2 separate regions of the Sus scrofa genome follow, and region 1 is linked to region 2. A link is a contact called in public HiChIP or PLAC-seq data. All regions are on one chromosome and are shown on one strand. The core of a region is the stretch at or near the end of the contact, and the rest is flanking DNA. Distances in the headings are between cores, read along the strand shown. Region 1 has its middle 200 kb from the start of FOXN3. Region 2 holds the start of LOC106504536.

Evidence for each region. HiChIP or PLAC-seq counts read pairs in DNA pulled down with a chosen protein or histone mark.
Region 1: an H3K27ac HiChIP or PLAC-seq map of skeletal muscle shows a contact between it and region 2. The contact joins the enhancer-like site here to the promoter of LOC106504536 in region 2. A contact is called at or near these places in 1 of 5 promoter capture datasets (liver), 15 of 47 Hi-C or Micro-C datasets (alveolar macrophages, blood, embryonic fibroblasts and 7 more) and 2 of 2 datasets of contacts at active chromatin or transcription factors (alveolar macrophages and skeletal muscle).

The regions. Positions count from the first base shown.
Region 1 is chr7:111,535,135-111,538,117 of Sscrofa11.1, reverse strand. No RefSeq gene overlaps it. Among named protein-coding and RNA genes, the nearest start is that of FOXN3, 200 kb to the right of the region's middle. Within about 2 kb of position 1,562, at least 76 of the 83 cell types and tissues checked have an H3K27ac peak or open chromatin away from gene starts, as enhancers often do. A contact at or near this core is called in alveolar macrophages, embryonic fibroblasts, liver and 4 more, where this site is marked.
Region 2 is chr7:111,451,999-111,454,764 of Sscrofa11.1, reverse strand. LOC106504536 reads left to right here and starts at 1,250. Exons shown (of 2, transcript XM_021099995.1): 1 at 1,250-2,766. The coding sequence starts at 2,616. It also overlaps a transcript of FOXN3 not described here.

The DNA of each region.
Region 1 (2,983 bases), core at 313-2,812, 83 kb before region 2:
TGAGGGGAATACAGAATAGATGGTAAAGAAGAGAGATGACGATTTTTAGTTATAACCTTGGGACCAGCTGCAGGGGCAAGAGCTATAGTTTGTCCCACTAGATTTGTGACCAGTTAGAATCTTGAATAAGCTGGGACAAGATGGAAACTTAACCAGGGAACATGTGAATCTGAATGCTGCAAGGGGTGGACTGTAGTGTATGCTTTTGGTACTTTGCCCAAACCCTCTCAGACCCCCTTTACTTGTTCACCGTCCCCATCCTCTAGCTTCCGGGTGCTTCTCTCCTAATGGCTCACACCTCCAGCCTTCAAAGAACTACCCTTAATCTATTAGAGTCCCTTCACCTAGACTCACCCTGGAAGTGTTGGGTGTTCAGGAAGGCCCATCGCCAGGGGCTGGTAAGAGCAGGGGTGTAAAAACCCAGCTCCCTTGCTTCAGGGCCGAGCAACTCTCTGTGTAATTTGTGCCCCACAGCTGCCTCTGGATCAAGCTGAGGCTGGAACTTGACCTTACATTCCTGCCTTGCTTGCCTTATCCTCCTGCCCTATTCTGCTTCCCTTATTTGTGTCTTCTGGAAGCTTGTCCTTAATAAATTACTTGCACAATCAAGAATCAAGACAAAACAAGACAGTTTCCTAATAGCAAATAAACTCTCTGTGCACAGGCCCTGTTTGGGGGGGGGAAATCTTTTAATCTCCCACAATACGTAGCCCACCATGGGATACACACAACAAGTTGATCTGGATTTTGGCAAATTCTTTGGTTTAGATTCTCTTCCTTTAGTAAGAATCTGAGAACCCTAAGTTGCAACTCCCTTGCTACATTACAGACTGGGACATCTGTAAATTATCGATGATAAATCAGTGTAAACTCTATGTGCCAGGTTTTCTGGACAACCTCGATTTCAGCTTCTCCATCTCCTTGTCAGACCATTTCCAGACAGCGTGTCCCAGTTGGTGTGTTGGTTGGATGGCAAAGGACGGGACGATGTGCTAGCCAAGAGGCAGCTGACGGAGGACACTTAACTATTTAAAAAAAAAGCAGGGACCTTGAAGTTAAGCAAGACTGGACATCAAATTCTGGCTCCACGCCAACCGGTTCTCCGACCGTAGCCACATTTTATTCATGTTCAAATGAAGGTACTAGCTCCTGCTTCACAGCACAGAAAATGAGTTCATGTATGCCAAGTGCTTAACATTGCTCCTCGACCTAGTAAAGCTCAAAAAAGGGTTCCTTTCAGAAGGCGGATAAAGGTCCTCAGCGGAGTTTGGGGACGTCACTGTCCTTACACAGCCAGTCCCGGGAGAGGCAATGCCGAAGTGTTTCCGTTCATTTCTCCTCTGCGGGCACAGGACACAAGCCAAATGAAGAGAGGACGTCTTCCCGGCCGGAAGGGTCGACCTCAAAGGAGGACGGCCCGGGCCCTGGGCCACCATGTAGCTCCTCGCCCGCCGCTCCGACCCTCCCCCACTTCCCTCCGGGCTGGGCTGAAGTAGGTGAAGGGTGGAAGCCTAGAGACTGCGCCGCGGAGGCGGAAGGCCGCCGCCGGTTTCCTAGCAACGGCCGCCCCGCCCCATCCCACCCTGCGTGGCGCGGCGGCGCCGGGAAGCGGGGGGCGGGCCGCCGTTGCTATGGTAGCGCGTCCGCCCCGCCGGACGCCGGCGGAACCTGCAGGAAGCTAGGGCTCTGGGCCCCGCGTGAGCTGCGGGGCGACCTTCCCCCACCCCACCGCCAGCTCCAGCTTCGGTCCGGCGGGGACCTGCGCCATCTGTAAGCGTGGCCGCCGGGCTGCAAGGCCGCTTGGTCCCCACTCGCTTCCCAGCCGCCTGGGCCAGCTAACGGCCTGGCTGTCTCGTGAGGACAGAGTTGGTCATCCGGGCCAGGTCTAGGCTGAATTAACTGTTTTGGAATTTCATTGGACCTTTTTTCCTCTACCGTTGCAAGAGACACGTACATGTGTGTACACACACACACACACACACACCCAGGGTCCCGTTCTTTTCTATCAAGTGTTTCACCTGAAGGATCTTTAATCTTGGAAAGAGAATATGCAGAAAACAGAGCGGCTTCCAAAATTAGCCTTTTAAAACGACACTACAAATAAGTATCATATTTCATGAGGCCCATTTTTAAACTGAAAATGCCCATGGCTGGAAGGGTATTCTGGATTCTGGACTTGAATTTGCATTCTTCTGAATTCCTCTCTGCAATGATCTGCGTTTGGGCAATTCAGTTGTGGGGTATTAAATTTAAACGTATTCGCCTCTAGCTAGTGTTGTGTGTTCTGATTGCTCTGTTAAAGGACCCACTCACAGAAACAAAGCCACATGCTTCTCAGTCATCCTCCGGCTCGGCTAGAGAGTATTTTTAAAAGGGGCGGAGTCAGCCACGTGTTTGTGAGTTTAATCAAATTGACAAGGGCTCTGAGCGAGAAAAGCTTGCTATCTAATGGCAAGACAGCGTTAGGTACATAGAGATGTGTTCTTTTTGGACTTATTTGAATTAGAGCTTTTCAAACAGAATCTTCTCTTGCATATATTTTTCTCGATATGCTGCAACTGGAAAATTTAAATCAAAAATCCTATTTCGTATATTCATTTTTATGGTAAATGTGTCTAGGCTGAGATTACGCATTTTCCTGATCAACGAGGAAATGCGCCGCAATCACTGTGAATTGAGCACCTTGCTGATTGAGCAACACTTGAACCTGGAGGCAAGAACGATCATAATCTCAGAATGAGAATCCTCCACAGTATATTTCACAAGCGTATTCACAGCTAACCTTTTTCTACCCTAAAGGATCATTCACTTGGAACTTTTTTATTTTGCATTTTGCCGGAATGCTTCATCTCTTAGAAAGCCACTTTCACATACTTTTTCACTTGGAAATGTAATTGTGTTGGGCAAATGATCATATAATTTATATTTGTGTGTAAATATGTGTGTTTCTGTATTTTTCCCTGGTGTCAAAACAGAACTTTTA
Region 2 (2,766 bases), core at 1-2,500:
ATTCTCCGGCCTCTCCTTTTCTCCACCTTCCACTCTCGCTCCAACACCTCTCTTGGGCCATATCCAGCCATTAGCCAACTGACCCAGGATTCTATAAAACTTGGCCTATGAGAATCGGCTCCCAGCTAAACAGAGCGGAAGGCAAGGCTGAGACCGGCCCAGGATCAGGACCACTGGCATTGGAACACAATGCCTGTAACATGGTTTTACTGCAGCACCTATGCAGTGCTTTGCAACCTGAGAGCTCCGTATGATGCATTATAATATCTTTTATACCCAGAGCCTGGAACAGGACTACACCTAAGTTTTCAATGTTTGAGGTATACAGAATGGCTGGCTGGCTGGCTGGCTGGCTGGCTGGCTGGATGACGGTTTCTTTTGACCAATCCCTTCTCTGGTGTGCTCTAGCTTTGAGGAATTGCTCTCTACCAGCTTTCCTTTTCAGCTTCTCATCACCCCGTTTTGGTGCTAAGATTACTTTCAGCCTGGCCTTTGCAACATTTGAAGGCCAGGTGGATGTTGTGACTATAATTAGACTCATGGTCAATCACACGAACTCACCAGTGAGTTTATCCTTCGTTGTGCTTCCCCAGGAAGGTGGGCCACCTCTTCCCAGGGTGCTGCCAGGCCCAGCCTCTTCTTGAGGAGCTGCCCAAGAAGAGGAGTAAATCGTTTCTAAGAGTCAGATATTTCTGTCTGTTCGGTTAGGGTCACCCTGCCCTCACCGGGCTGGTATTTAGGTGGTTTGGGACACATCATCAGAGTCGTCACATTTCCTTTCGGCAGAGCGGAGGAGGAAGTGGAATGCCACAAACAGAACTGACTGGTGACTTTCCCATGGGTGCCGGAGGACTGAGAAGTAACGCCCCGCTTGTCACCAGGTTGGGGAAGAGACGCCCTGGAGCTCACAGATAGGCCACCTGGTATCAGAAACGTCTAAGGTTCCAGGGTCCTTGAGGACTTTCAGTGCTGGGACATAGAAAACCAAGCTCCGCTTGAGAAAACTTCCCTCCTCCACGTGTCAAGTGGAGTCAGTTTCTAGTCTCTGATAAAGAACAAAAAGGTGTATGTATAGGTGACGGGCATTGTTTGGCTACCCAGTTTCAAGTTTTCAGTTGACCAGGGGGCCCTGGACCGCCACAGGACGGAAATCTGTCCAGTCAGCTGTCTCATTTAGCAGAGACTAAAGCATTTGCAACTTGCCTCTCATGTTCAGTCTGGAAAATCGCTGCTCTAAAACAGGTAAGACATGATGACTAGGAAGGGTACTTGCTGTTTTGTTCTGGATACTTCATTTTCCACGGTATTTGCAGCTGAATCGTCAGGAGGCCAGGTGGTGCCCTTGAAAAAGCAGGAGTCTGTTGGAAACGTTGGTGTCTGAGATGTGGGGATCCCAGCTTCTCTGAGGACCCGCTCTGTGATGCTGGACAGGTCAGGGTAACCCTCTGGGACCCCCACGTTCTCATTTGAAAACCAAGGATTACAGTGTCTGTTTCATCCCTGAAGCGTGGTAAAGATCACATGACATGTCTGTGTGAGGACTCTGAAGATGGACAAGTGTAACATATTACAAAAAGTTCTCTGCGTGGACACAAGGCAGCAGAAACGGTACCTTTGATGTTTAATTAATACTGAAAATCTTCCATTACATTTATTTAGCTGTAATTGGGAAGGAGGAGGGCCAGAGTAATTTTCAAAGGGACTTTTTTGAGCTCTAAAAATAGCACTCAGAAAACACATGTTTGATTTTCCTTTTGGTGTCAAACCGCAGTGCCATTGTTATTAGCAGTTTTACAGAATTGTGACCTTCAAACTTGGTGAGAGCAAAGACTGAAAGAAAGCTTCTAGCCTTAAACCCTTTCAAACAGGCTTTTCAAATTAAAGCACTTTTATTTTGAATTAAGAGCGAATAGAATCGTCCCCTTAAATGAGGACTTGCAAGTTTAAAAAGTTGTCTTCCAGGTGGGCTGCAGTAAATGAAGGTGCTGGGAGGGCACTGAAAGCCCTTTTGGGGGTAAACCAGGGGGATTTCTTATAAGGGTTCATTTAACACTCTGCGCCATTAAAGAAGAAATCCAGAACTTAGATTTTCTCTAACTATATGTAAGCTGATTAGTGTATACATCTAGGATCATAATTTACTTTCAGTTTACTGAATTTGTGAATTTTTGCATTCGTTTTAATTTGTAATTAAGTTTTCTCCATGAAGCACACCATATGCCGGCATTAATTCTTTCTAGTTGATTTCTTAGGAGATACATGAGTGCATATTCTGCTGCGATTTTTGAGGTCTTTTGAAAATCAAATGACTACGTGTTTAGCCATATGGGCCTTTGTTATTTAAAATAGCATGTGATAAAGTAAGAGAAAGCAAAATGCAAAAGGACGTGTTATGGGGAAAAAAATCACTGGAAAACTGTTGAAAACATTGTTTTAAACACACACTTTTCAATGCAGGGGGAGCGTTATATTTTTGAAACCTCTGTTTCCGGACCCCGCACTCTCTCTTACCGTCTGTGAACGTACAATATCACAAGTGCACAGGGAGAAACCACGGAAACCAGTTACTGCCCCACGCTTTTTACACGGGCTGCAGATAATCATATCCGCCTTCCATGAGTTCAGTTGTCGCCAATGTTTTCCTTTTAAACGTCTTAGCCCGGGCTTTGGCGTTAAGCTCCAGTTCATCCGCCCCTACCGTGTCGGGGGTGAAAGGGGCCGACGGGTTTTCGGTTTTCCGAGGGAATCCACCGTGCTCCCCAGCCG